Linked DNA regions of Sus scrofa: all the other regions are linked to region 2. The links are chromatin contacts, called in public HiChIP or PLAC-seq maps. All regions are on one chromosome and are shown on one strand. The core of a region is the stretch at or near the end of the contact, and the rest is flanking DNA. Distances in the headings are between cores, read along the strand shown.

Region 1 (4,368 bases), core at 656-3,155, 340 kb after region 2:
TGTAGCCACTGGCCTACGCCACAGCCACAGCAACTCGGGATCCGAGCCACATCTGCAACCAACACCACAGCTCATGGCAATGCCAGATCTTCAACCCACTGAGCAAGGCCAGGGATCGAACCCTCAACCTCATGGTTCCTAGTCAGATTCATTAACCACTGAGCCATGACAGGAACTCCAACTTGGGGATCTTTAAGAGAAGTAAAAGACTCTAGATGACTAGAGGATTGTTAGTAATATTATCAAGGAAACTACTACTTATGCAGTTGGTGATCAATCAACAAGATAAGCAGTTAGTTGGTTGGTTTTTCCATACTGTGTCTCAGAGAGCTGAGTGATAAGGAAAACCAAGATGAGTTGACTGGATGGCCAGATCAGCCAATGCCAATGTGAGAATCAGGCTGGCCTGTTGCCAAGTACAGAGAGGCCACCCACATGCAGCGGGTAATGGGGCAACCGTGGGTGGTCTTGAGAGGCAACTGGCATTTGCCGTGTTTTGGCAAAAAAGAAGAGAGTGACAGCATCACCAGCTAGACCCATGTGGGGCTGACATCATGGGCCTTGGCCCAGCCTTCTCTACATGAGGCCTCTCACTCCTGCACATCAAAGCCAAATGCAGACTAGTAAAATACAAGGTGATGCTCCATTTTTGTTTGGGGTCACTTTTCATTAACTGTGAAAAATTGTATGGTTGCCTTGAACTTAGCAAAGACAGCTTCCAAGATTTCCTGATTAATTTTCCTTTCAGTCTTTTTGTTTGTTTGCTTTCGCCTTTAATCAATAGGTTTTAAACTAAAGCAAGCTCTTCATGATGCGAGAGCTATGAGATACTTCTTACAGTAAAGCATCCATGGTCATGGCTAATTAAGTTTGGGAAATAGTGTGGCCTGGCAAACTACTGGACCAATGAGGTGTGGTCCATTAAAGAACCACAATGCATATTTCAGAGCTCCTAAGAGGCCCTGAAGTAAAGGTCTCTTTAATTTCTCTTAACCCAGTGTTCTCCAAACGTATCTTCTCACCCAACCTCTCTGCTGTTCCTAAAGAACTCTTTTAACATCTGGTAGAGACAGTCTCCAACAAGAAGAGGTGAGGAATGCTGCTTCACTGCACATTTCCGTGTGCCCACAGGTCAGTTCTCTCCCCTCTCCTTCTCTCTGCCCTGGTCCCTGGAAATGCTGACTTGTCTCAACTGCCCCAGGAGGAGTCCAACCAATGGGCGAGAGGACAGGGTAGGAAAAGAGTGAAGTCAAAATGTTGGTTTCTCCAGCTCATCCCTTTCGAGGTTGCTGCCTGTGGCTACTTGAAGGTCACAGTGGCCCTCTGCACACAGCAGTTTCCTCCAGGTTCCAGTGACCAATCTTTCTTCTTGTCCTTTCAGGCCAAGGGCGGAACCTCCTCCTCAGTGTTGCTAATCCATCCTGGCACCTGCTCCATCCCTGGTCAGTTCCCCTTAACTCCACACTCCTTGGTAAACTGTCCCTTTAAAATACTCTTCTGGGAGTTGCCTGTTGGCTTAGCAGGTTAAAGATCTGGTATTGTCATTGCTGTGGCTTGGGTCACTGCTCTGGCACAGGTTCAGTCCTTCACCTGGGAACGTCTGCTTGCCACAGGAGTGGCCAAAAAAATTAAAAATAAAAAATAAAACACTTCGCAATTACTCCCCTTTGCTCATACCCCCTTATTCCTGCTGGAACCCTGACTAATGCACGTCTCTAAATCCATGATGGGCTGACAAAATAGTCTAACATGGTAACATAAGAGAAATATTTAAAAATCTAGTTAATAGTCAGTTGTGGTTGGAATCCCATAAGATATGCAAAACAGCATATGCTGCCCGTGTAACATTCAGGCCCTTGAAATGGATCAGCCTGACGTCACCAGCATTAGTTCTGGCCCTGACTCATCATGTATTACAATCTCATAGCCTTGAAAGGACTTTGACAAGGCCAGGTCACAGTGCCCAGTCATATCCTCAGCTGTTGACAAAGACCTCCAGTTCCTTTTAAAATATTGAGATTTCTAAATTAGAATACCAGTTAGGACATTTAATTTCTAAAAGAGCAGCTTCGATGCCAGATTAATTAAAGGCATCTATAGTGGGTTCTCCTTTATAAATGGGACACACTCTCATGGGCTTCCTTGCCAGGATTTTTGAAGACTAATGAAAAAGCTAATTCAGTGGTTAGGTCCCTTCTCCTCAGTTGGGTATCAAACATGTACTAACATCTACTGAGTGCAGGCACTGTGTGGGCTAAAGCCAAGGTGGCTGCTGGGAGGAGGAATAGAAACAGATGAAAAGGTCCCTTCCCTCAATGTGTATGTGGGCTCTCGGTATTTGAGCCAGTCACAGAAAGCTTAAAAATAGTTCTTACAAATAGTACAGGTATATTATGTAGGTACAAATAAAAATCTTTACATTTTGTTCAATGTCGAAGCTAGGTTTTGTGTGTCTGTCTGTCTGCATGTCTGTCTATATGTGTGCAAAAAGAGGGCAAGTTTAGAAGCAGTACGAAATAGGGAAAAAGTATGAGTTTTAGTGTTAATTACATGAATTTTAGAGTTAATTATTTGGGTTAATTTTCATAGCCATTGGTAAATGATTCAATCTTTCTAAAATTTCCTCATCTGAAATATACATAAAATAAATGAAATATACTGAACACGTAGACACAGCCATCATGAAGATTTGATGAAGTAAGATAAACCAAGGCGCCAAGACTGAGCTGGCGCTTTGGAGGCCCTTATGAAATGTCAGTTCCCTCTCTTTCTTCAGGAAAGAAAAAAAAATAGACTTTAAAATCTATTTCTAGTTTGCTTAAAAAGGCTCTGTGGAGAAGGCGAAATTTTAAAGGATTTTGACTAATAAGAGGAAGGTGGCCAACAGAAAGTATGACCTTTTCAGATACTGCCAGAAAGGGAAATCAGAAAATTGAGGGAATAAAAATTAGCATCCCCATAAAGATTATGCTACCCACTCTGCTGCCTCTCGAGGGAATTAAAGTAGTCAGGAGAATATTCTCTTTTCTAAAGGAATTTCTAGAAGTGTAGTCCCATAACCCACCTAGGTAGTATCTCCTAGAGCCACTCAAATGTACGCTTTACCTCTTACCTCAAGCACTTCTCTCTAGTTTTCAACACAGTTTTCTCACCTGCAATTTCATCTCCACTGTCCCTCTGCCATGCCTATGTTCCCTGAGAGGATGTGAATTTACTCACACTTCATACCACACATGGCTGTCTCTGTTTTCTCTTATACCGTCATTTTTACCCTGTTTTCCAACCTTCAAGAAAGTTTTATGTAGGAACCAGATTAACGTGGAAGGAGACTTCGGAAATAAATTCAGCTTAGGTCCTAAGGTGCCTTAATCCCAAGGAAATTTTAAAAAGCATCCAGAGAAGAACTGACCACTTTGTTTAGAAGAGCTAGAAAACCTCCAAAGTCAATTCATCCATTTTCCTTGACCGTGTGTGGGTGTGTATGTGTGTGTGTGTGTGTGTGAGAGAGAGAGAGAGAGAGTAGGACACTTGCAAAATTGCTTGCTTCCTCAAGGTCTCTGCAACAACCCATGAGTTAGCCAGCTGGTGAAGTGACCTCTGATGACTGCAAATACCCAGAACTTTAAACATCATTTAAGAGAGGTAACAATTCATTTCTAATCCACAGCACAGTTTATTTGGCAGGAAGGGACAGTGCCACTCAGTATACTGGCAAAAGACTGAGGAAGAACTGGCAGAGAAGGGCTTCCTTGTTTGTTTCCTAAGGCTGTACCCTGTGAACCATGGCAATTAGGGGACAGGGTGTGGCCCTCTGGACTGAAAATGATAGGAAAGGTGGTGTTCTAATTACTGGATTTTATTGGGATGATACTTGAGGTGTGGTTATTACCATCTGTTAAAGTTCATTAACTAGACTTCATAAATGGCTGGCTAGGGCTCTAAAGGCAAGTGTCAATATTACGGATTGCCCTGAAGCCCTTTAAGGGGAGACCATTCAAAGACCAGACCCAACTGGTCATCTTAAATACAGAAATTTGCTTGGTGTTTTTGCAACGAAACCATTTTTGGAAAGAAGATACCCTGAATGCATGGCCCTCTTTGGGATTTTGTGTGAGCATTTGAGCACGTAGGGACAGGCATATATGATCCTAGCCCTCACCGGATGTATCATAATTGCCCATTGAATTGCCTGTCTGCCCTGCTTAGCTGTAAAATGTGATAATTTCTATGACTGGGAAAGTGTAGAGGACTCTGAAATCACATGGCAAGGACAATTAATAGAAGTAAGAAACTCACGGGAAGCTTCCCTAAGGAGGCGACATCTCAGCCAAGACCCGAGGTGGGGCAGTCTAATCAAGCCAAAAGATA
Region 2 (4,150 bases), core at 1,626-4,125:
CACAGTTTTGCAGGGCAGTCTGCCCTCCCGCGATTGCCCCCGCCCCCTACTGGACGCGAGGTTTCTAAGGCTCTGGGGGTACAAGTGGGGGTCTGCTGGTCCCTGGCACAGAACCGAGTACACTATTAACTATTTCCAGTCCAACTGCCTCACTTAAGCGTGAAGAAATCTGGCTCTTTAAACTGTCTACCTAGCAAATTTCACAGCAGTGTTTACCAGAACCTTCTGTGAGGAGTGTTTAATTATTTGGGTGGAGCACATAAGCCACTGCAAGCAGCTTGCGACAGTCTGGTTCTCCACAGGGTAAGGGCTGACACACAGGGCTTGCTTGGGGTGTGCGCCTCAGGAGGATACACCCTGTCAGGAGTTGCTTCCTCTCGGCTCCAGACCATTCCTCTCTTCTAACCAAGCAATGCAAATAAGCGTGGCCGCCCCATCGAAATCTGAATGGGAGGCAGGTACGGATGAAGCAGAAAGGATGCCTCTGGCCCCTGCTGGGCATCCAGCCCCCTCCCCCACCTCCATGCACACTGCTTATCGGAGGAGCCCCCTTTGCTGGAACAGAGCAGCCTGCAGACAAGACGGAAGCAGGGGTCTCTCCCACTCCCGACCCCCACCAGGGCTGGTAATGGGTTTACTTTTCCAGAAGATCCGTTATTAAGAACAGTTCTGCCCCTGTGGTAACATGCATGCAAGTGTTCAGACCTCCTCGCTGGTGGCTTCCTGTCACTGGAGTGGGAGACGAGGGTCTGGCCCAGGTGCTCGACCAGCAGTGGCTGAAGGGAGGCCTCCGCGTGCTCTGGGAGCCAGGTTTTACTGCCGACAAGGCTCAGGATGATACCAGTTCTCTGTTCTCGAAAAAATGATTTTAAGTGCCATGCGGACAAAGGCACGAGGTCTGGATAAATTTTCCAATGCTGTCACTTTATAGGAAAGTGAGAATTACTAGCTTCTTACTTAGTGGGACATAGTTTTGGTGAGCTTGCCATCCCGAGATGGCTTCAGTGCATGGCTCGACTGCACGAAACATGGGTGAGTCCCTGTTTCACTGTTCATTAAAATGAAAAATATGTGACCGTCCGTGACAGGGCAATAGCAAGTCAAACGAATCGTCATACTGAGGGTGGGGTTCCGAGTGCAGGAAGGCGCCCAGCATTTATAAACAAACTCTCTGGAAACAGCAAATGCCATGCCCCTGCATGCAAACGAAAGCAGAAGGCTCTCTTTCTACCAGGCTCAGCAAAGTCAGGAAAAGTTTCTGTTAGAACAGGGCAGAGAAGCTACTGATTTTTAAGCACTTCTCAATCTGTAAGGAGCCTGTTAGATGCCAATTTTCATTAAAGGAAAAGAAAAAAAAAAAGAAAAAGCAGTTTCTTTAAGAGTAAGCTTCCTGGACAACTACAATAAGAAAGAATAAAGAAATGTCTTTATTTCTCACTTCCTGAATTACATCCTTTAATTTTCAGCTTTTCGGGTAGTGCATGGGCAAGAACGAGTCCTTTACTGTGCATTTTATGTACACCTGCCATTTCGTATTTTACAAATAATCATCTCCAATTTTACAAATAAGGAAAAATTAACTGGAGGCTCAGGGAGCTGTGGATGGTTTTGCCAACATGGCATTGATAGCAAGTAGCAGAAATCTAGGGCGCAGAGGGGAGGCTGTACTCTGCTCCCTAGTGCTGCACCTTCGTAACAGGATGGACCATCCAGAGTCTTACCACCTACCTCGGGGCACAAGGTTGGGTAGGCAGCACGAAGGCATCTAAGAGAGCAATGGCACTGCCTCGCTTTCTCTCAACTGTAACAAGATATCAAAGAGGCAGACTGCTTCTGCTCTTCTCACTTTTTAAGAAAAGGGGGGGAGAAGTCACTCAAATGTTTCTATTCAAATAGAGAATTAAACCAAATCTTCTTACGAATGCCTCCTGCTTAACATTTAGAACATTGGCTTGAGTAAACAAAGACCTCAACGTTCAGGTCAAAGGAGAAATGAAAAAGGAGAAAAGGAATAAAGGAACCATAAATCAGGTCTTACACACTCCACCTATGAAGGCGGGAAGGGTAAAATTTGAATGTTGTTATGTAAAATCATCACGGTGCCCCTATTCCCCAGATGTTTGAGTTACCTGAGGCTGCACCGAATTAAGAAAAGGGAACTTCGTTGTAAGGACTGAAACTATCTTTTGGTGAAACAACCTAATTAAATTCTATAAGCATCAGAAGTTGCAGACTAGAGCATGAAGGAGAAAAAGACGGTTAATCGCAAAAATACTTCTCCATATTTTAACTCCATGTATTCATATAAGTTACAGCATTACAAGCACAACTGTTACTTCGAATTCATTTTATTTCCTTTTTTTTTTTTTTTCCAGTGCATGCCCCTGCACTTCAATTGTATGGTGCCAACTTCATTTTAGATTTAAATTAGGCTCTGGTGCCACATTCTCATGCTTGATTAAAAGCACTGGAAGTAAACTGAACAGTAAAATCCATCACCAATGGTCCTGCATCATTTATGAAATAATCACATCCTCCAGTACCAAAAAATCTATTCATAGTTCATGGATATAATTAATGAAGACACTGTATACATTAATTTTCCTCCAATGTGATCATACAATAGTTGTGGGAAAGAGGTTGATGAACATGACAAAACAAAGAACACTAGAAATCAATTTAGTTTTTTGATTAATAAAGTTCTTATTGCTCTTAGTCAGATACATGGTTATCCAGTTAGCGTGTGGGGAATGTAAATGTTATTTCCTTCAAGCCACTCTGACTTAACTTTTCACTATACACAGTGGTAAACACTTCACCGTTTAGTAATCTCCATGGCAACTCCATTCCAAGGGCCTCAGAGTGACCCCCCGTGTCTTGTATAAACAGTTTTGGCAGGAGGCTCCACAGCCAACGCATAAGGATGATCTAATTTTTGCAAGCGTGTCATTACCAACCTTCAGATGCCCAGCTCCAGCCAAGTTTCTTTCTCCCCCTTGTGAGTGTTCTTCCAAGCCCGTGGAAGAAAAGAGCAAGACAGAGCTGGGAGTGTGTTCCTTATTTTGCGTTCACTAAACCAGACAGATCCTCTCAAGTTCAACCAGCTTTGAAGTCAGACACTTCCGCTGTCACCCATGTCCCACCTTCACAGCACTGGTGTTGCCCCTATCTTATAACACCTGCCCTAATTACCTGGTCCCCGGTGGCCCGAGAAGCATGTACAGGGACCTAGCTCACAAGAAGGGTAGCTTAGCACGAGGGTGTCGAAAAGACAATGACCCTAATTCCCTCTTCTCAGGGAAATGAAATTCCACCCTGGCCGCCAAGTTCATTCTTTGGCTAGCTTCTCCCCCAGTCACCTGGCAGTCACAGCTCCATGTGGCTGAAACGAGTTTAAGCAAATCACTTTATTCTTAACTGTATTTTTACACACAAAAGGTCCAAGGAGCTTCCCACCCTCCACCCCCAAGTTATGACCACTTAGAATAAATAAGAAGAGGGGTTCGATTTTGGAAAACTTACCACCGAGACAGGGTCCATGGCCTCTTGCTTGACAGGGACTGGGTCAAACATGAGCATTCTTTTAATTATGCTTTCTAGGGTGCTCGGGTGTTTGGCCTAGAAGACAAAACAAGGTGTCTGTCTAAGTCTTGAAGTTACTTTCAACATAAACTAGTAAAAATAAAATAGACCATTTCTCACTCCCCTTCTCCATTCCTTCTTCTTCCCTGCCCTCGGAGAGGCTGGAACTTGTTCCCCTTGCCTGTGAAAGATACCATTTTATATAATTTACACCAGATTCCATGGTCATAACCATGTGAAAGCCAACTGCCATTTCTAACTCAAATACGTAAACTCCGACGTTTCTGGAACAATAGGTACAGCCCCTGCTGAGCAGCTAAGCTTGCTGAAGAGTAGGTGCAGCTCAACGGGAAGAGGGAAATACCTTTTCTTTTCCTCTTATGCTCATTTCAGAAAAATCAGGAAAACAAAACAAAACAAAAACAGGCAGGCAGAAGACAACCTAGAACTAACTATTGTGAATATTTTTCTTCTTATTCCTCCAAACCCTCTTTTTAAATAGATTTTAGCATGCATGGTATATGGTTCCCATAAGTTCGCTTGATGATTTCCTGGGAAACCGTTTCTT
Region 3 (3,894 bases), core at 1,008-3,507, 280 kb after region 2:
AAATGCCTACCTTGGGATTCATTACAAAAGAGGAATGAACAAACTTTTGAAAAAAAAAAATCCATTCTGAAGGAGTCTTACTCATCATTGAACTAAAATCGAACTAGGGCTGTAAAGTATGCAGAGTGATTAGCCCAGTGTAGGTAAGATCTTGCTATCATTTTTCTGCTTTTTAGGAAATACATGTCAACGTTCTCAAAAATACAGACATAAAGCAGATGGACTAAAAGGGCCAGAGAGGGAGTACTGGCCCATCCCTTCCTAGCCTTAGCACCACTCCCAAGGCCATGTGAATGAGACAAAAAATACAGCCTTTGCCAGGCTGAGGCTATGGGACACCAGCACAGGCAGGAACACCCAGCCTCCTGGCCTGACTTGATTCCCTCTGCTAAGCCTCTCCTCTAGGCAGCACTATGACCTGCAGAAGGGGGAAAAGGACAGAAAGAGCCCCATGAACCACACAAACTTTGGACATAAGTAGACCTGGGTTTTTCCCCTGGCTTCTCCACCCCCTTGCCGTGTGACTTTGGGCTAGCTACCAGCCTCTCTGAGCCCCTGTCTCACGTTAAAATGGAACATGGGATAATACCTGCCCCTTGGGGTTGTCGTAAGACACAAACACAATGTCAGTCAAGGTCTGAACATGGTCTGACATAAGTATTTGGTAAATGTTTAGAAATGAAACCTGAACTTCAGCTCTTACCATTCCCAACCCTAGCCCCAGGCTTCATCCAGAGCCGTTTACTAACTGCCGCAGGAGAATCTGTCCTCTCCCCACACTGTGCCTCGTGCTCACTCCATCTCTACCCAGAGCTCCACCACTGCCTTCCGTCTCTCCTCACCTTCCACAAATGTCAGGGCAGCCTTCAGCCCTCCTTGACTTCCAGCCCTAGGCGATCTCTCGCCCGCTCCTCTGAAAGGCGCCAGCATTTGAGGTCCAATCACTCGTTAACATTTACTGCCTTGTATTGGGGTTGAATTTTGGAGTGCATGTCTCGTCTTGCCAGCCTTACCTTAGGCTCTGCAAGGGTGTGGCTCATGCCTTTTCCTCCTTCTATCCCCTCAGCTCTCAACCCAGTGAACACTCACCTCTGGGAAACTTGCTCAACTAGGAAACCAAACCAATTACCCAGAGCCCTCTAACGAATTTCTTTTTTGGAATCCTTTTTGAACCTACATGCCTGTCACTCCTCTTTCAAAGCACGTTGACCATGGTGCCTTCCTGTGATGTCATCAGGGGCTCAGTTAGCTGTGCATGGATGGTATCCAGCTGAGGTCTGGTGGCACAGATCGCTTGGCTGAACTTGGCCTTGATGAGTCATGGGGGAAAGGGGTTGGAGGGAAAGGTGAGAGGGGACTTCATTTAGGAGCAATTCATTACTCCGACCAAGGAAAATAATTTTATAAACATCTTATGGGTGATAAGTCCACACGACTCTTTGAAATCTGGGAGTACAGCAAATTTATCTTCTGAAAGAGGACTATTGCAATGTAAGCCAACACTGTTATTTCAAATATGAGAATGCCTGGTTTTTTTAAGCAGATATGTTGGACTTGCTGCCTGTGCATGTGCATAATTTGCAGGCTGCCTCTAATGGATCAAGAAAAGGAACAGGGCAACAATAGGGCTGAGCTGGTAGCTTTGCGATGGGTGTCCCCCTGGACAGGAGGCCCTAGCTTTCTCCAAGCAAGCTAGAAGGGCCCCCAAGAGTGTAAGGTCATTCCAGCTGCAGAGTGGGTAGGAAATAGTACAAAAGAAATTCCAGGGCCACCACTATCGCTTTTTAGGTAATTGAAGACTCATCAGGGCTGCTCATTAAAAATATAAATTCCCTGGTTTCTAACCTCACCCCCCGACCCCCCAGTGGTTCAGGAGGTCTATGGCAGGACTCAGGAATCCGCATTTCTACCAAAACGGCAGCACTACTGTCTTCACTCCTACAGTCGCTCTACCTTAGATGTGGCAATAATAAAGCACTAATGAGTTAATCATCTCGCTTAAAATATAGACAGGGCAGTAATTGGAGTATAATTTTGGACCAGAGACCCTCCCATCCCAGAGATGTGGGTGGCTGGCTTGGCCAAGGGAGCTCACACCAAAGGGTTTGGTGTGGGGGAGGGTTCGGGGCAGGGCCTGGAAGTGCTCCCCAACCGTGGACAAGAGAAGTATGTTGGCCACCAGCTGTTCTGGGAGAGTGACTCATCAGCCTATGTGGCAGTAACCGCGGCTGGTGGAATGAGTCCCTGGACCGTGGGGGGCGACGGGGGAGGTGACGGCTGTGGCTGGAGAGAGCAGTGCATTCCAGAGGAGAACCAGACCTCCTGCAAGGATGCCAATCTGTGCTGTCAGTCACTTTGGCAGTGATGAAGGAGGCAGAGGGAGGGACAAATGAGCGGTCTCAGCAAGACGGCAGAGGCACCATTTAGTCACTGGCATTAAAGCCCTGTGTCCACTATCCCCCGGACTCGGCCTGCCTCCTCCTCTTCCCCACCCTTCAATCTGGTCCCCTCCAGGCTTTAATGTCTTCCAGGCACCCACTCCCTTCGTGTCCCTGCTGTTACAGACATCATTCCCTGTCTGCATATTCCCCCCACGATGCCCTGAGCTCAAGACTCATCACCATCCTTCCGACAGCCACTGATGTGTTCTCTCCAAAAATGAAAATCCAAGCTTGTTGTTCGCTTGCGTAAAAGCCTCAGTGGACCTTGACCATCACTGTGCATCAGAATCACCCAGGGGCTTGTTATAAAACACAACACAGGGCCCCAGCTGGAATGTCCTTCCGTCTTCCACATTTTCCTCCTTTGCCCACTGAACTCCTGACCCTGTAGAATCTGTGATGCCTTCTCCATCCCCTCGCCCTCATCTTCACTCCACCTCCCCCACCGCCATCCCCGCGATCCTCAGCAACACACACCGAGTGCTTGCGCTGGTACATCCCATTGACAACCACAGGGGAAAAAAAAATATCCATGATGTGGGTCTCATTATTCTTCCCACCTTACAGAGATGTTGAAACCAGGGCTTGGGTAGGTTTAGAAACTTGCCCCCGTCACACAGCTAGAAAACGATGAAGCCAGGATTCAATCGTAGCAGCCTGTACCCAGCACCTGGGCTCTTAACTCCTGCAAGTACCAACTCGTCCAGATGGAATTAAGTCTTTCTTCCTCCGTGCTCTCAGAACACTCTTCTTGTCACTTCCAGATGAAAACCCACATCCAACAGGACGTAAGGTCTTGCTTCCCAGATTGAGTTCCTCAAGGGTGGGTCCTCACCTTGGTGTCCTAAGCCCAGCCCATAGAGGGAACTCCATGTGGGGTGAATGCACAACTGAATATTTCCACTAGAGTGTTGGCAAATGTAAAGTAAAACTCTTGCTGGGCCATGAGAAATGAGAACTATTTCAGAAGATCACTCAAGTTCCTTGTAATATACCAAGTCAACACGCAGGTACCATTTTACATCGGAGATTCATAGCTATCACTCTATTTCAGGAGAAACCCTAAGAAATATGAAAATTCAAAAAACGTGATTGCCATTAACTTACCATTTTGCCCATTTCCATCTTGGCTCCCCTGATTATATCTTTTAAACGTGTTCACAGTGAGTGGAGGTTTCCCCTGGAATAGCACAAAGGCAGAGGTGTCTGCACAGTAGCTTTTTTGTTTGTTTGTTTGTTTTTGCTTTTTAGGGCTGTACCCACAGCATATGGAGGTTCCCAGGCTAGGGCTCAAATCGGAGCTGCAGTCACCAGCCTATGCCAGACACAGCAACATGGGATCCAAGCCACGTCTGCAACCTACACCACAGCTCACAGCAACTCCAGATCCTTAACCCACTGAGCGAGGCCAGGGATCAAATCCCAAAACCTCATGGTTCCTGGCTGGATTCAT
Region 4 (4,253 bases), core at 1,357-3,856, 460 kb after region 2:
TTTCTCTGAAAATTCTATTAGGTTAGATACATCGACCATGGGTCAAAGAAAGAATAAAACAAAGAATCACGGCCCTAGATGCCCAGTCACCAGGTCAAAGTTTAATTACAGTTCAGCTGGGTTTTCAGAGTTACAAGACAGCTAAGTAATGGAACTGTTTACTAAAAAACCCTCCTCTGCACATAAGATATGCAGAAATGAGCCAAAACCCAAAGGTCACCCACATAGATGAGTGAATACGAAACAATGCCCGAGCTGCCTGCCTTCCCATAATAGTAACAGTGATTAAAAAACCACTTGTGTGAAAAACAACCCCAAAGTGCCCCAGTGAGTGAGCTGCTCCTGTGTGCACTTTCTCTGGGTGAGTGAGGGGGAGGAAGCGGGCGAAGAGGGGGTCCGAAGGCAGAGGCTGCTGCAGCCCCAGGCATGAGGTTGCGGCACAGACCTGAGAATCCAGCCACCAGACGAAAAACCCCAGCACGGTCAGAACGCACACCTCAAGAACGAAATTAGTCTTTATAAGAGCAGAAACTGATGCTTCACTATATTCCTTAAGAAACTCCAACACAGTTAAAAATCAATGAAAAATTCATTTCCTTTGACATCCTATTAGCATTCAAGCTTGAAGGAGTCCTATCTTTTCTGAAATCAATTTTCAAAGTCCATGCTGACTTTCTCACCATTTCCGGCAACCTTATTTTCTCATCTTTAATTTTTCAGCTTCCTGGTTTCCAATTTAATTCAATGGCCACTACTAATTGGGCACAAAAGTCATTCTACGCTGAAAAACTAATAATACATGTTGCATCTGTGTGTCTGCGTGCATGCGTGTAGTTACTGTATTGATCGGACTCTCTGTTGTCCCTCAGAGGGACCATGACGTCAGCAGGGATTATCGTCTCCATTCCAGAATCAAGAAAATTGATTCAGAGGCTTTGAGTCAGCCCTTGAATGGGGGCTCCACTGGCGACTCCTGGAATGACCTTAAGCAAGTTGCCTGACCCTTCCCGGCCTTGTTCCTGGCCTCCAGCGTAGGGGTGGTAACACCTGCCTCCTGGCATCACTGGGGGAATGATGAGACACAAGCTGGGCAAGCTGAGCTGCTGCCCACTGAGCTAAGGGGTCTGCTTCCACACACCTGCCATGAAAGCCTCACTTTTTGTGTGTGTGTGTGCAGCAAAATTACAAAGGATGCCACATCATGGAACTTCTGAATAGCTCAAACAGTAAAAACCACACACATTAAAACCGAGATTGCCGAGACATTAGTGTGTATTATAAAACACGGTGTGGAATAAACGTCACACACACACACACTGTTTTTCTCCCACAGAGAAAGGTTTTTAAATGAGCGCCTAACCTGGAAAACCTGGGGATGAAACTGCTGGCCTTTGATAGGGATTGATGAGCCCCTAAGTAAGCGCTCTCAGCTGAGGAACCGTCCTGGGTCAGTCATCTCTGCTTAATTGCTTCATTACCCTTGATCTTGCAGTTCTGCCTGGGAATTTATCCCTGGCCATGGCAGTGTGTGGCTGGCCATGACAGGACTGCCATGGTCCTTGAACAACGCTTTTTCACGTCGCTGTATGTTCTTCACAACTGTCATTATAATGACTTCATGGTATTCTACCAACTCGACCGTCAATCACCATGTTAATCCAGGCATCACATGCTGGCTATCTAGTTACTTCAAATTTGTCATACATGACAACTCTAAACATCCAGGCTTTTCCTGGATTTAGGACTATTGCCTAAGCATACATTCCAAGAAATGGGATTATTGGGTCAAAGGGTATGAATATTGTACTGGCTCATGCCACACACTGCCAAATTGCTTTCCAAATGGGAATAATCAACAACAATGCCGAGAGCAACATAAGAATGTGCCAGTTACAGTATACCCTTGGCATTGGGTATTGGCATGTCAGTGTTTCATGTTGTTCCTCTAGAAAGGTAAAAGGCATTATATGTTATTTAAATTTAAATTATGCACGAAGCTAAACAGTCTCCCAGATATTTGTTTGCTAAGTGAGTCACCTTTTGTGAAGCCCTTTATGTTCTTGGCTCATCTGCTATCGGAGCCTCAGTGTTTCTCTTTGCCGTCCATGGACGCGCTGTAACGAAGCCATCAACTCTGACGGCTGCAGAACAGGCCACGTATTTTCCACCCTCCCCACCCCAGACCCTCCCCCCACCACCTGGTGGTCTCAGTGGCACCAAGAGCTGGAGGGTGGAGCATCTGCCCAGGTTTCGGGGCGCAGTGCTTGAATTGAAACATGACAACAAACCCGTCTAAAAGCTGCTCTGCTTTTTATTACTGCCACACTCACGAGACTCTAAACAAAGCCAGCAGGAAAGCCGCCCTCCCCATCCTCCTGGTGCGGCACCGACCAGCCTTTCAAAAACTAATTTTCAACGATGCACACTCCCCAAACAGCAAGGGCTCCTCGCAAGGCAGAAGGGGCCACTGTGACTTTGAGGAGCACCTTCTGAACAAAGGAACCTCGTTCAGATTCTGGTTTCTCTCCTCCAAGCGCAACTAGGAAGAGAGCTGTCCAGTGCGTTTCCCGGGAAGCGCCGGGCTTGCTGAGGCCCCGGGCCGAGACTCCCCTGGGGATCTTGGTGAAATGCAGCTCTGACTCAGCAGGTCTGGGGCGGGGGCCGGTTCTGCGGGAGTTCCTATGTGACCTGACGATGGGGTGTGTCTGGGGCCGCGCTCTGAACAGGGCCCCTAGGACACGGACAGAGGCTCTCTGCCCGTCTCCTGAAGCCCCTGCACCTGCGCTTTTCCTCACGCTGAACCCTGAACCGAGGCTGCCTGGGCAGGCGGCACTCGCTGTGATAAGACAACCCTGGCAGTCCTTCTTTGTTTCTGTGTATTCTGAGGGCCTCCCCCGCTTTTGTGAGGGGATTTTTATGGCTTAGTCAACTGACCCTTGTCTCAGTGGCGGCTCTCAGTGTTGAGTGGGAGCTCCAGGGCCCTGTCCTTGGGTTCTCGGCCGACCCTGGGTGCAACAGTGTCCCAAATGGAGTTGAGGCTGCCACCCAGAGAGCGCTCAGAAACAGAGCTGTGGCTATCACAGAGGGCTCTCCCTCCATCCTTCCACACACAGGATGACACGCTCGTCTGTGCGCAAGGAAGGCAGTATCACTTCCACCCTGTGGACTCTAAGGCTGCAGAGAAATCAGGCTGTACCTTGGGCCTCACCCTCGGAGTAGAACTTGAGACTAGAGCGCCCTCTGCAGGGAGCGGAGGGGAGGGGCAACGAGAAGTCAGAAAGCCTGACAGAGGCCTCAGAGGTCAAGCTCCAGATGGAGCACATGGGAGGGAAGGCAGGTGGAGAGCTGCCTGTTTCCCGGGAGACCTTCCGCAGGCTGCTAACCTGGACTCAGAGACACATGTTGGGGCCCTACATGCCCTGCCCAATGTCCGCACCTTCGCGGGGAAAGCTGAACCCTCGTCTGGAACTTCTCTCTTGCTCCCATGCCTTTGTGCGTGCTGTGATGGGGGTCAGCCGACTGCAGCCTGTGGACCGAGGTTGTCCCACTGTGTGTTTGCAAATAAAGCTTTACTGCAACACAGTCACTTCATTCCTGCACATTCATGCTACAGAGGCTGAGCTGACCTTATGGGACCTTACAGCCCACAAAGCCTAAAACACTTCCTGTCTGGCCCTCAGCAGATAAGGCCAGCCGAGCTCAACTCCCTCAGCTCCCCACCAGCCCCACTCACTGCTCTCACCCTGCACGCACCGCTCCCTTGGCTCTTGCACAGCACATGCACACACACTACTGGAGCCCCCACCACACTTGCAATTACCAACTGACATGCTCACTTTCTGCACTAGATGGGCTCTGGTATCTGTGCACACATGACACTCTCAGCTCTGCCACCTTGGACAGGGTGCAGGGCATGTTGCTCCCTCTGTGCCCAGCGTCCCCTCTACGAAGCTGGAGGTTATGATGCCACGCACGGCTGTAAAGGAGCCATGGAAATAAAGGATACCAAGTTCAAAATAGATGCCTGAAACAACTCAGGTCTGCACACAAAAAACTGTCCTCTCTCCAAGCTGTGTCCATTTCTCTACTCTCAATATTTAAAGAGCACCCTCATACCCTTAGTAAGTATCCTTCATAGAAAAGGGGGAGGAAAACAATATTTTTGGGGGGGCTTAACATCCAGGAGGTGACAGCATCAGTGAGGCTGCCTGCCTAGAGCCAGGCCCCAGGTCGAGGTGCTCACTGGTGTAGAC
Region 5 (4,211 bases), core at 41-2,540, 320 kb after region 2:
GGGCGTTGTCAAGTGCTCTAAACTTGCCTGCCACATGGGAAGCGCTGCATGGACACTAGCCATTAGTGCTGTTGAATGAAGAAGTCTATGGAAGCAGTAAAGAAACCTCTGTCTGGCCTTTAAACAAAGAGAAAACGATAAAATTCAGGGTCATGGTTCCAGTTGGGGGGTAGAAGAGCTTACTCTTGGAAAGGGCACCTGGGAAGTTTCTGGAGCGGACACTATACTGTTTATTGACTCGGGTGGTAAATACACAGGCATTCAATTTTACAAAAAATGATTAAACTTTTCTCAGTTTTCCAGCACTTCTGTGTGTGTGTGTGTGTGTGTGTGTGTGTGTGTGTGTGTGTGAGTGAAGATCCGTGTTTTCCAATGTCACATTAGAAAAAGATAAAGTAGGGGAATGAAGAAGAAGAAGAGTGGAGGTCAAGGAGGAGGAGGAAGGAGAAGAAAAAGGAAAAAAAAAGAAGCTCCCTCCAGTGTGACTCCTGGTGACCAATTACTTTGACAGCCAATGCCGTTTCACAGAAAATATAAGCCAAAGTTTGCTTTTAATTTTTGTTTTCCAGTTGAGAAAACCCAGGCATGGAGAGTGGTTATGTGGCCTCTTGTTCAAAGTAAATGAATAGCTGAGTTGAAATGCAGCCCCTGAGGAATGAAATCTTAACCATCAGTGTGCTGACAGGTCTACAGGGAGCTGGCAAGGCCCGGGCTAGGGAGTAGAAGGCATGAGCCCAGCTGGAAAATTAGATGGCCAGTGTGTGTGGTCCATGAATCACCATACCCACTCCAAAGGAAGTCCAGAAGGGGCAAGATCTAGAAGATATCTAGACATCGGGCACTGGAGAGGAGGTTTTAGGGGGTCTGTTTGCAGAGTATCAAAGAGGGGTCATGAGTCCGAAGATATCTGAGCGGCCCCAGCATGTACATGAGGAAGCCTGATGTCTCAGCAGGCCTGGAAAATGATCCCAACAACCCACCCATCGGCAGAATTGGCAGGTGTCAGGCTTCTGTGGTTGATGGCACTTCCCCCAACATCACTGTGGAGGGATGGTTGGGCAACTTAGATAGGTGGACGTGACACTTGATGGCTCCTTATCATCCTCTGCTCCTGAAAAGAAACTCCTGGCAGATCCCCACTGCCCCCCTAACACCTCATGCAGAGCCCTTGCTGAAGTGCCAGGTCTGGCTGAATAGAGTTGGCATTTTAGAGCTGGGGGGACCTACAGGATCATGAAGACCAATCAGTTGCTGCTTCAAGGAGAACGTTCAAGGCTAGAGAGGCAAGGGCACTGACTCAAGGTTGCTTAACTGATTAGAGGCAGAGCCAGGCACAGAATGCAAATTTCCTGCCCTGGGGGAAACTCCTTAAAAAAAGGCAGTGGTTCCTTGTCTTGTTTTGTTTTGTTTTGTTTTGTGTCTTTTTAGGGCCACACCCATGGAGGTTCCCAGGCCAGGGATCAAATTAGAGCTGTAGCTGCAGGCCTGCACCACAGCCACAGCAATGCCAGATCTTTTAACCCACTGAGTGAGGCCAGGAATCAAATCTGCATCCTCATGGATACTGGTCGGGCTCATTACCACGGAGCCATGACGGGGACTCTGGCAGTGGTTCCTTGTAATGAAATAAGATTTACTCCAAAAATTGAAAGAAGAGTGTAAAAAATATTGATAAGGACTACATTAGGCCATACATTTCAAAAATAAAACTCATCTGCCCTACGATAAAAACCTCAAAAGCACAAGCACTGCAGGTCTAAGCAATAGCTCAGGATTTATTCCCTCACCTCTACCCCCGGCCCCCATTTTAAGAGTGTCACAGTGTGTCAGGCAGGAAAGGAACTTCTAGAGATAAGCAGTGAGCAAGCCAGAGGAAGCCCTGCCCTGATGAGCTCACAGATCAGGGAGGGAGGGAGAGAGAGAGAGGAGGAGGAGGAGGGAGAGATTATTAAACTAACAACCCTATAAAAATGAAGGGATTTGAAGAGAAAGCCCAGGCTTCTAGGAGAGCAAGTAACAGGTGGATTACCAGAGAGGATGAAGAAGTTGGCTCTTGGTTTCATTTCTCCCCCCAGATGAATTTCTCAAGTGTAGAACATTCTCTTACAGCCAAGTTTAACCCAGGAGTGAATACGACACCTCAGACTCTGGAAACCCACCGAATCCTAGGGATGAGAATTATGCCCCGAGAGCCCTGGATGGACGGATGCCTCCAGCCCTTAGGGAAAACTTAGACACCTCTCAGAGACCCAGGCCACACCTCTCAATCTACCCTAAACGCGTAGCTCACCTTCATAGTCAACACAGTCTCTCAGATCCGGCAAGAGGTTTCTCTTTGGGACATGTCACTCTGCTCTGTTAACTCAAATCAAAGACCTTGGTTGGAATGTGGCCTCCTGAGGCTGGGGTTTTCTCAGTCTTGCTCTGTGCTCTGTGCCCAGCATCTGGGAGACAGCTGGACGCAGGAGGTGCTGTCAGGCACTGCTTTGCAGAATGAATCAGCGTGCTCTCACGGAGAATTCCCCCGTTCTGATCAGATTATGTCAGAAAAACAGAGTCAGGAACGAAAGCACTTGCTCTGCGCCAGGAAACAAAAAACCAGGGGGAGTCAAAGGGAAATGGGACAGCTGAGGCGAGGTTATCAGAGAGCTGCTGGGGAACTCCCCCTGCTCTTTCCTTATTCCACACGCAGGCCAGTGGTGAGCAAGCTGGGGCAGGTCAAGGCGCCCTGCTTGGGACTCCCCGCTCCCGGGGAAGGAACTGGGAGTAGGACCTGGAAATGTACGAGCCCAGGGGCATAGACACCCGAGCACAGGATGGTGGGACCCCAAGGGAAAGGCTCCTTCTGTGCTACAGACCTTAGTGGCACCAGAGTGCAGAAATGCACCCAGGGTCCCCACCCCGAGGAACTCAATCTGTGGGTGAGACAGATAGGACACCAAGAATCAGAGAGTGTCAGTTGTCTGGGGGGAAAGCACAGGAGGTTATGGGGGCAGGTGTCTCCCAGGGATCCTGACCTTGTGTGTCTGTGGGGGGACATTGTGGGAGGCTTGAATGTGGAAGTGAAAGTTAAGCTGCAGACTGAAGATCCGTAGAAAACGGTAAGGAGCGATGGGAACCACTGAAGGGTTCAGGGAAGAGCTCATCTATCAGATTGGTCCTTCAAAACAGCGAGTCCATCCATCTGCCTATGCCTTGTTGGGACTAAGGATTAGAGGAGAAAAGATGGCTATGAGACCATATCAGCCCTCAAGAGCTCACAGACAACCATGGAGTTCAGATCAAAACACTTACTTAGACTACAACGTGGTAGACTCATCCAATCTTTCTCAGACACTTCAGCATGCATCCGAAGCCCCCAGAGGGCTTCTTAAAAACGTTGACCACAGAGCCCCACCCTCAGAGTCCTGATCTCACACTTCGGGGATGAGGCCTGAGAATTTGCATTTCTAACAAGTTTCCAGGTGACCTCGATGCTTCCAGTCTGGGGACCACACTTTGAGAGCCCTGGAATGAATGAAACAGTATGCATGGAATTAATTCTGACTGGTGGGGAGGAAGGGGTCTTGGAAGAAGCAAAGCCTAAGTGGAGTTTTGAAGGATGAATAGGAGTTCGTTAGACAGAAAAGGTAAAAGGAACGCTGCTCTAGGTTTGAGAAAAGTCATGAACAAAGAGGCCGGAGGAGCTCGGTTGGGTGTGAGAAAACCACAGGTGAGAAAGATGAGGTTGGCAAATTCCTAAGTGCAGCAAAGAGGATGACAGGGAGGAAGCTGCTGCCGTCTCCAAGGGAAAGACCACGGATGCTGCCACTCTATGTAATAGGCATCCAGCCTGGGAGGAGAGAGTGTTTCCAGAACCCCGGCCCCAAGCAGAGAGAGGCTGCTGTGGGTCTCTCCTACTCCATCTCTTTGGGAGTCTGAGCAGCAGCAGCTGGGGCTAACTCGTCTGGACCCCTTTTTTTTTTTTTTTTTCCCCTTCTCAGAACAAGTCACAGATCTTTTTTCTCAGGTGGCTTCGCTGAGGCCCGCAGAACAGGTTTCTGTATGGACTGGGGCTCGACTCTGCCAGAGGAGAGGGGAGAGAAATTAGATTAGTTAATCACCGCCCATAATGTCGTCGGAGCAGCCTGATGGAAGGTGGGGTGGGGAAGGAGCTGAGGTCACCTTGGAGGGAAACTCCACGGGCTGCTAAGAAGGCTCTGGATAAAGGT
Region 6 (4,126 bases), core at 15-2,514, 510 kb after region 2:
GCATACTTAATTTGTGCTTAAATGATACTTACAAAACTTGGGGTGGAAAAGGATCATTTTGTCCTGATAAAGCTGTAACCTATGCCACAAAACAGCACTGCATCAACACAGGACAATAACAGAAATCCTCTGGGGACGTTTAAAAGGCTCTTCCCCTCTTGCAGCCACAGTCCAATCCAAACCCTGAACTTGGCGACATCCATACACTCAGCAGTTCCCATCCTTTTTTCCTCCCTCAGTATTTGTTATTTGTCTCCCTGACTACACTTCATGCTCCTTTATCTAGCATTATTCACTTTCAAACCAATTCCTGGTACAGCGCTTAGCGTACAACTGTGCCCTCAGAACCTCTCTGTGTTAATTAAATAACACACGATCGAGCTCCCTCATCCTGTCACTAGGTGAGGACCGGATCGTGTATGCAGCTTTTGGACTTTTACTGAAAACAACATCAGGGCCCCTGCTGACGTGATGATAAAGACTGAGGTGTAGCAGGAACCATCCTGAGAGGCCGGAGGACCAGCTGCAGCATCACGGAGGCCCGAGGGATGAGCGAGGGCAGTGACGGAGGAGGGTGGGGGTGGAAGGGAGAATTCCAGTCTGCAGAGAGCACCGAAATGATAAAGCAAAGGCGCAAGCGGCGGTATTCAAGAAGGGAAGCCCTGCTTTTTACGCTCCGGCTCAAGCGAGAGTTTTAGATATGCTGACTGGCTTTTTTTCCCATGAAATAAGTAATATTTCAACTGATTACAGAGAAACTAGGAACACTAAAAATAGGAAAAAAAGAAGGAAGGAAGGAAAAGGAAAAAAGGTGCCTTATAACCCCACTTCCCCAAGACAGGGATTTCCACTGAGTCTGTCAATGCGCCTCTATTCGGGGTTTCTGTGGCCGCGGCTCTGGGTCATCGCCTCGGTCCACAACCGGCCTGTGGAGATGTCCCAAGGGGGCGCAGAGTCTTAAGCCCCAAGGCACACGCAGCGGGCCGAGCCCCAGCCCGTAGGAAGCCGGCAGGCGGCGCGGGCACACTGGGGAGTCATCTCCAGGGCAGGGGCATGTGAAGCTACTCAACTAGAAGGATCACAAAGAAGGGGTCACATCACAGTCCCCTATTCCCTAAGAAGAGCTGGCAAGATGCTGGAGGCAGGGGCAGCTAGAAAGGGGAAGAAAGTGGGAATGGGAAGCAGAGGTCTTTACCAGGAGCTCGGGAGGGGAGAATGTGACCAAGGACAGAGGTCCGAGGGAGAGAGGGAGGACAGGCCCCAGGTGGCGCCCAGAGGGTGGGGACCCTCGATGGGCTCTGCCAGCACCACCATCCTGTCCTGCAGTGAACTCTGACTTAGCCTCTGACAAGGGACAGACTGCTAAAAGCCCCAGCTCTAAACTGGGCTGCCCTCCGCCCTCCCTCCCGCCTCTCACACATCTGCCACTAAAAAAAACTAACCCCACCCAGCCCATTACACAATGCTTATCTGGATATGACCTAAGGGCAGAATCCATGAGAGGAAGCTCATGACTTCAAAGTTAGGAAATACTTTTCTGCTTTACCAGGGAGAGGGGATGGGGAAGTCCACACTATGAAATAAGGGGTTTAAAAGAGTGAAGCCAGCTCTTCCCCTACCTCAGCACAATGCTCACTGGGTTCTATGTGGAAACGTGGCCTTTCCACCTGGAAAACCCCAGCCTCATGGCCTTCCTTATTTAAGGGCCCACGTCCTGAAAGAGCAGCTTGGGAAGAAGTCTTCTTTGGGGGCATCCATGACTGTTTGGTAGTTGGGAAACTTGGGTTTCAGCTTTAGTAATGTTTCTGGCTCTGATGTTTTCAACTAGAAAATGGAAGCAAACTCTCTATCACTGGGCCAGCCTCGTCCCTTAAGAGTCAGGCACCGATATTCATTCAAAACTCCAATAGATTTCAAACACTTTAAGTGTTTATGTAACTCAGAGTGGACATGTCAACTGCAAATGTTCTTTGAAAACTGTTGTTGTAGCAAGCAAATTTCTTACACATTACCATAATTGCCTTTGCCAAGAAAACTCATTAAAGAGGCAACAATGTGCAGTTCTCTAACTGTGGCAAATCCAGCACCCTGAGCTTCAGTTAGCAAGAAGTGAGAGCTACTACACGTGCACAGGGCAAAATAAAGCCGGGGAGAAAGTGACTGCCTTCATCAGTAAACAAAGTAATCCGGGAAAGAGTACTTTTTTTTATATCTGTCACTCCAAAGGACAGATTTTTAGAAAACAAACAAACAAAAATATCCTGTCATAAGACAGAAAAGCCAAGTACAGCGCACTCAGCTTAAAATTACACAGAAGGTGAGCACGAGGGAACCGACCTCTGGGGCCTGTGACTGTGCTTAGTCGGCCAGGTCAGGTCACAGTTCACCGCACTTGTCAACCTCTGGGCCGTCCTGAAAGCTGCATGATGTTCTAAGCTGTGGCTGGGATGACTGTAAAGAGTGAAACATCAATGACAAATCTCTTCACAATGACTCCCAGCCTTGTGTTTCCCATCACTGACAAGACACCAGACCCCTGCATCTGTCAGCCCTCTTGGCCCAAGGTCTTTGCACCTGTGAATTCAGAGCACAGGCTGCTCAGTGGGGCGGGGTCTGTCGCCGCAGGTGTGCGCCCAGGGCAGAGCAGGAGCACTGAGCTGTTGCCCAAGGACCCCGGTTTCCTCGGGCTGTGCCTCCAGGCGATGGCCTGCACATTGCTAAAAAGCTGAAGCCATGTGCAAACCACCAGCACACCGCCCAGGAGGCCCAGAGAGGCTCCTTTTGGCAACATGAGCATCCTCCACATGCCGAAGCATCTCTGACTGTCCGGGAACATCTTTTGGCCTGTCCTAAAAGTCTAGTGATGATAAAAAGAAAGGTGTGGGTACGTGGAAGTAAAGAGTGACTAACACTTGTGGAGGGGCTGAGTAGGCAGCTACTTTTATATCCTCCAAAGCCCCATGAGGGACAGGCTGCCCGCACCCTTCCGTGCGGCATTAGCTCCCATTTCCTGGTTGCTTCCTCATCGGTTGCCCCAACATCCCTCGCTCTATGAGGCTGGTGTTATTACCATACCCTTGAGACAGCTGAGGATTCTGCCTTTGGTCAAACAGTTCGTACATGGAGGAGCCAGGATTTAAGCCCAGGCCAGTCTGATTTAAAAATTCGTACTTTCCAACTCAACAGCAAAAAACCAAATACCTCAATTTAAAAATAGACAAAGGACCTGAATAGACATTTTCCAAAGATGATATACAAACAGCCAACAAGCATATGAAAAGATGCCCAACATCATTAATCATTAGAGAAATGCAAATCAAAACCACAATGAGGGAGTTCCCGTCGTGGCACAGTGGTTAACGAATCCAACTAGGAACCATGAGGTTGCAGGTTCGGTCCCTGCCCTTGCTCAGTGGGTTAACGACCCGGCGTTGCCGTGAGCTGTGGTGTAGGTTGCAGACATGGCTCGGATCTGGCATTGCTGTGGCTCTGGCGTAGGCCAGTGGCTACAGCTCCAATTAGACCTCTAGCCTGGGAACCTCCATATGCCGTGGGAGCGGCCCAAAAAATAGCAAAAAAGACAAAAAAAAAAAAAAAAAAAAACACCATGACATAAAACTTCGCACCCATTAGGATGCCCACTTCGAAACAAAACAAAACCCCATTAAACATAAGTGTTGGCTGAGGATGTGGAGAAAGTGGAACTCCTGGGTACTACTGGTAAGAATGTAAAATGGTACATCTCCAATGGAAAACAGTTTAGAGAGTCCTCCAAAAAATTAAAAATGGAACTACCATATGATCCAGCAATTCCATTTCTAGGTACATATCCAAAAGAATTGCAAGCAGGATCTCAGAAAAGATACCTACACACCATATTCATTGCATCATTATTCACAATAGCCAAAAAGTAAAAACAATCTAAATACCCAGGTAGAGATGAACAGTTACACAAAAGGTTTATAATACAGTGGAAGATTAGGCAGCCTTAAAAAGGAAAGAAACCCTAATATATGCTTTAATGTGGATGAACCTTGAGAACACCATGCTAAGTGAAATACAGCGGACATAAACTGTATCGAAGGACAAACACTGTATGATTTCACTTAGATGAGGCAACCGAAGT

Evidence for each region. HiChIP or PLAC-seq counts read pairs in DNA pulled down with a chosen protein or histone mark.
Region 1: a contact with region 2 is called in an H3K27ac HiChIP or PLAC-seq map of alveolar macrophages. The contact joins two enhancer-like sites. A contact is called at or near these places in 3 of 47 Hi-C or Micro-C datasets (heart right ventricle and liver) and 2 of 2 datasets of contacts at active chromatin or transcription factors (alveolar macrophages and skeletal muscle).
Region 3: an H3K27ac HiChIP or PLAC-seq map of skeletal muscle shows a contact between it and region 2, with 13 times the contacts expected there. The contact joins two enhancer-like sites. A contact is called at or near these places in 26 of 47 Hi-C or Micro-C datasets (adipocytes, adipose tissue, alveolar macrophages and 14 more) and 2 of 2 datasets of contacts at active chromatin or transcription factors (alveolar macrophages and skeletal muscle).
Region 4: a contact with region 2 is called in an H3K27ac HiChIP or PLAC-seq map of alveolar macrophages. The contact joins two enhancer-like sites. A contact is called at or near these places in 5 of 47 Hi-C or Micro-C datasets (embryonic fibroblasts, epiblast stem cells, fibroblasts and 2 more) and 2 of 2 datasets of contacts at active chromatin or transcription factors (alveolar macrophages and skeletal muscle).
Region 5: an H3K27ac HiChIP or PLAC-seq map of alveolar macrophages shows a contact between it and region 2. The contact joins two enhancer-like sites. A contact is called at or near these places in 3 of 47 Hi-C or Micro-C datasets (heart right ventricle and liver) and 2 of 2 datasets of contacts at active chromatin or transcription factors (alveolar macrophages and skeletal muscle).
Region 6: an H3K27ac HiChIP or PLAC-seq map of alveolar macrophages shows a contact between it and region 2. The contact joins two enhancer-like sites. A contact is called at or near these places in 13 of 47 Hi-C or Micro-C datasets (adipocytes, embryonic fibroblasts, fetal heart ventricle and 10 more) and 2 of 2 datasets of contacts at active chromatin or transcription factors (alveolar macrophages and skeletal muscle).

The regions. Positions count from the first base shown.
Region 1 is chr8:29,700,303-29,704,670 of Sscrofa11.1, reverse strand. No RefSeq gene overlaps it. Among named protein-coding and RNA genes, the nearest start is that of MIR9840, 150 kb to the right of the region's middle. Within about 2 kb of position 1,905, at least 8 of the 83 cell types and tissues checked have an H3K27ac peak or open chromatin away from gene starts, as enhancers often do. A contact at or near this core is called in alveolar macrophages, where this site is marked.
Region 2 is chr8:30,040,111-30,044,260 of Sscrofa11.1, reverse strand. It overlaps KLF3 (Kruppel like factor 3), which reads right to left. Exons shown (of 6, transcript NM_001134352.2): 2 at 3,523-3,618. The coding sequence starts at 3,579. Among named protein-coding and RNA genes, the nearest start is that of KLF3, 17 kb to the right of the region's middle. Within about 2 kb of position 2,875, at least 21 of the 83 cell types and tissues checked have an H3K27ac peak or open chromatin away from gene starts, as enhancers often do. A contact at or near this core is called in alveolar macrophages, mesenteric adipose tissue, omental adipose tissue and 3 more, where this site is marked.
Region 3 is chr8:29,758,549-29,762,442 of Sscrofa11.1, reverse strand. LOC106504622 (a long non-coding RNA gene) reads right to left here. Exons shown (of 3, transcript XR_002346602.1): 2 at 3,549-3,621. Among named protein-coding and RNA genes, the nearest start is that of MIR9840, 210 kb to the right of the region's middle. Within about 2 kb of position 2,257, at least 17 of the 83 cell types and tissues checked have an H3K27ac peak or open chromatin away from gene starts, as enhancers often do. A contact at or near this core is called in alveolar macrophages, omental adipose tissue and skeletal muscle, where this site is marked.
Region 4 is chr8:29,582,089-29,586,341 of Sscrofa11.1, reverse strand. The region is part of intron 20 of TBC1D1 (TBC1 domain family member 1); the gene reads right to left. Among named protein-coding and RNA genes, the nearest start is that of MIR9840, 35 kb to the right of the region's middle. Within about 2 kb of position 2,606, at least 27 of the 83 cell types and tissues checked have an H3K27ac peak or open chromatin away from gene starts, as enhancers often do. A contact at or near this core is called in alveolar macrophages and subcutaneous adipose tissue, where this site is marked.
Region 5 is chr8:29,716,615-29,720,825 of Sscrofa11.1, reverse strand. No RefSeq gene overlaps it. Among named protein-coding and RNA genes, the nearest start is that of MIR9840, 170 kb to the right of the region's middle. Within about 2 kb of position 1,290, at least 36 of the 83 cell types and tissues checked have an H3K27ac peak or open chromatin away from gene starts, as enhancers often do. A contact at or near this core is called in alveolar macrophages and skeletal muscle, where this site is marked.
Region 6 is chr8:29,531,644-29,535,769 of Sscrofa11.1, reverse strand. The region is part of intron 14 of TBC1D1 (TBC1 domain family member 1); the gene reads right to left. Among named protein-coding and RNA genes, the nearest start is that of MIR9840, 15 kb to the left of the region's middle. Within about 2 kb of position 1,264, at least 39 of the 83 cell types and tissues checked have an H3K27ac peak or open chromatin away from gene starts, as enhancers often do. A contact at or near this core is called in alveolar macrophages, mesenteric adipose tissue, omental adipose tissue and 3 more, where this site is marked.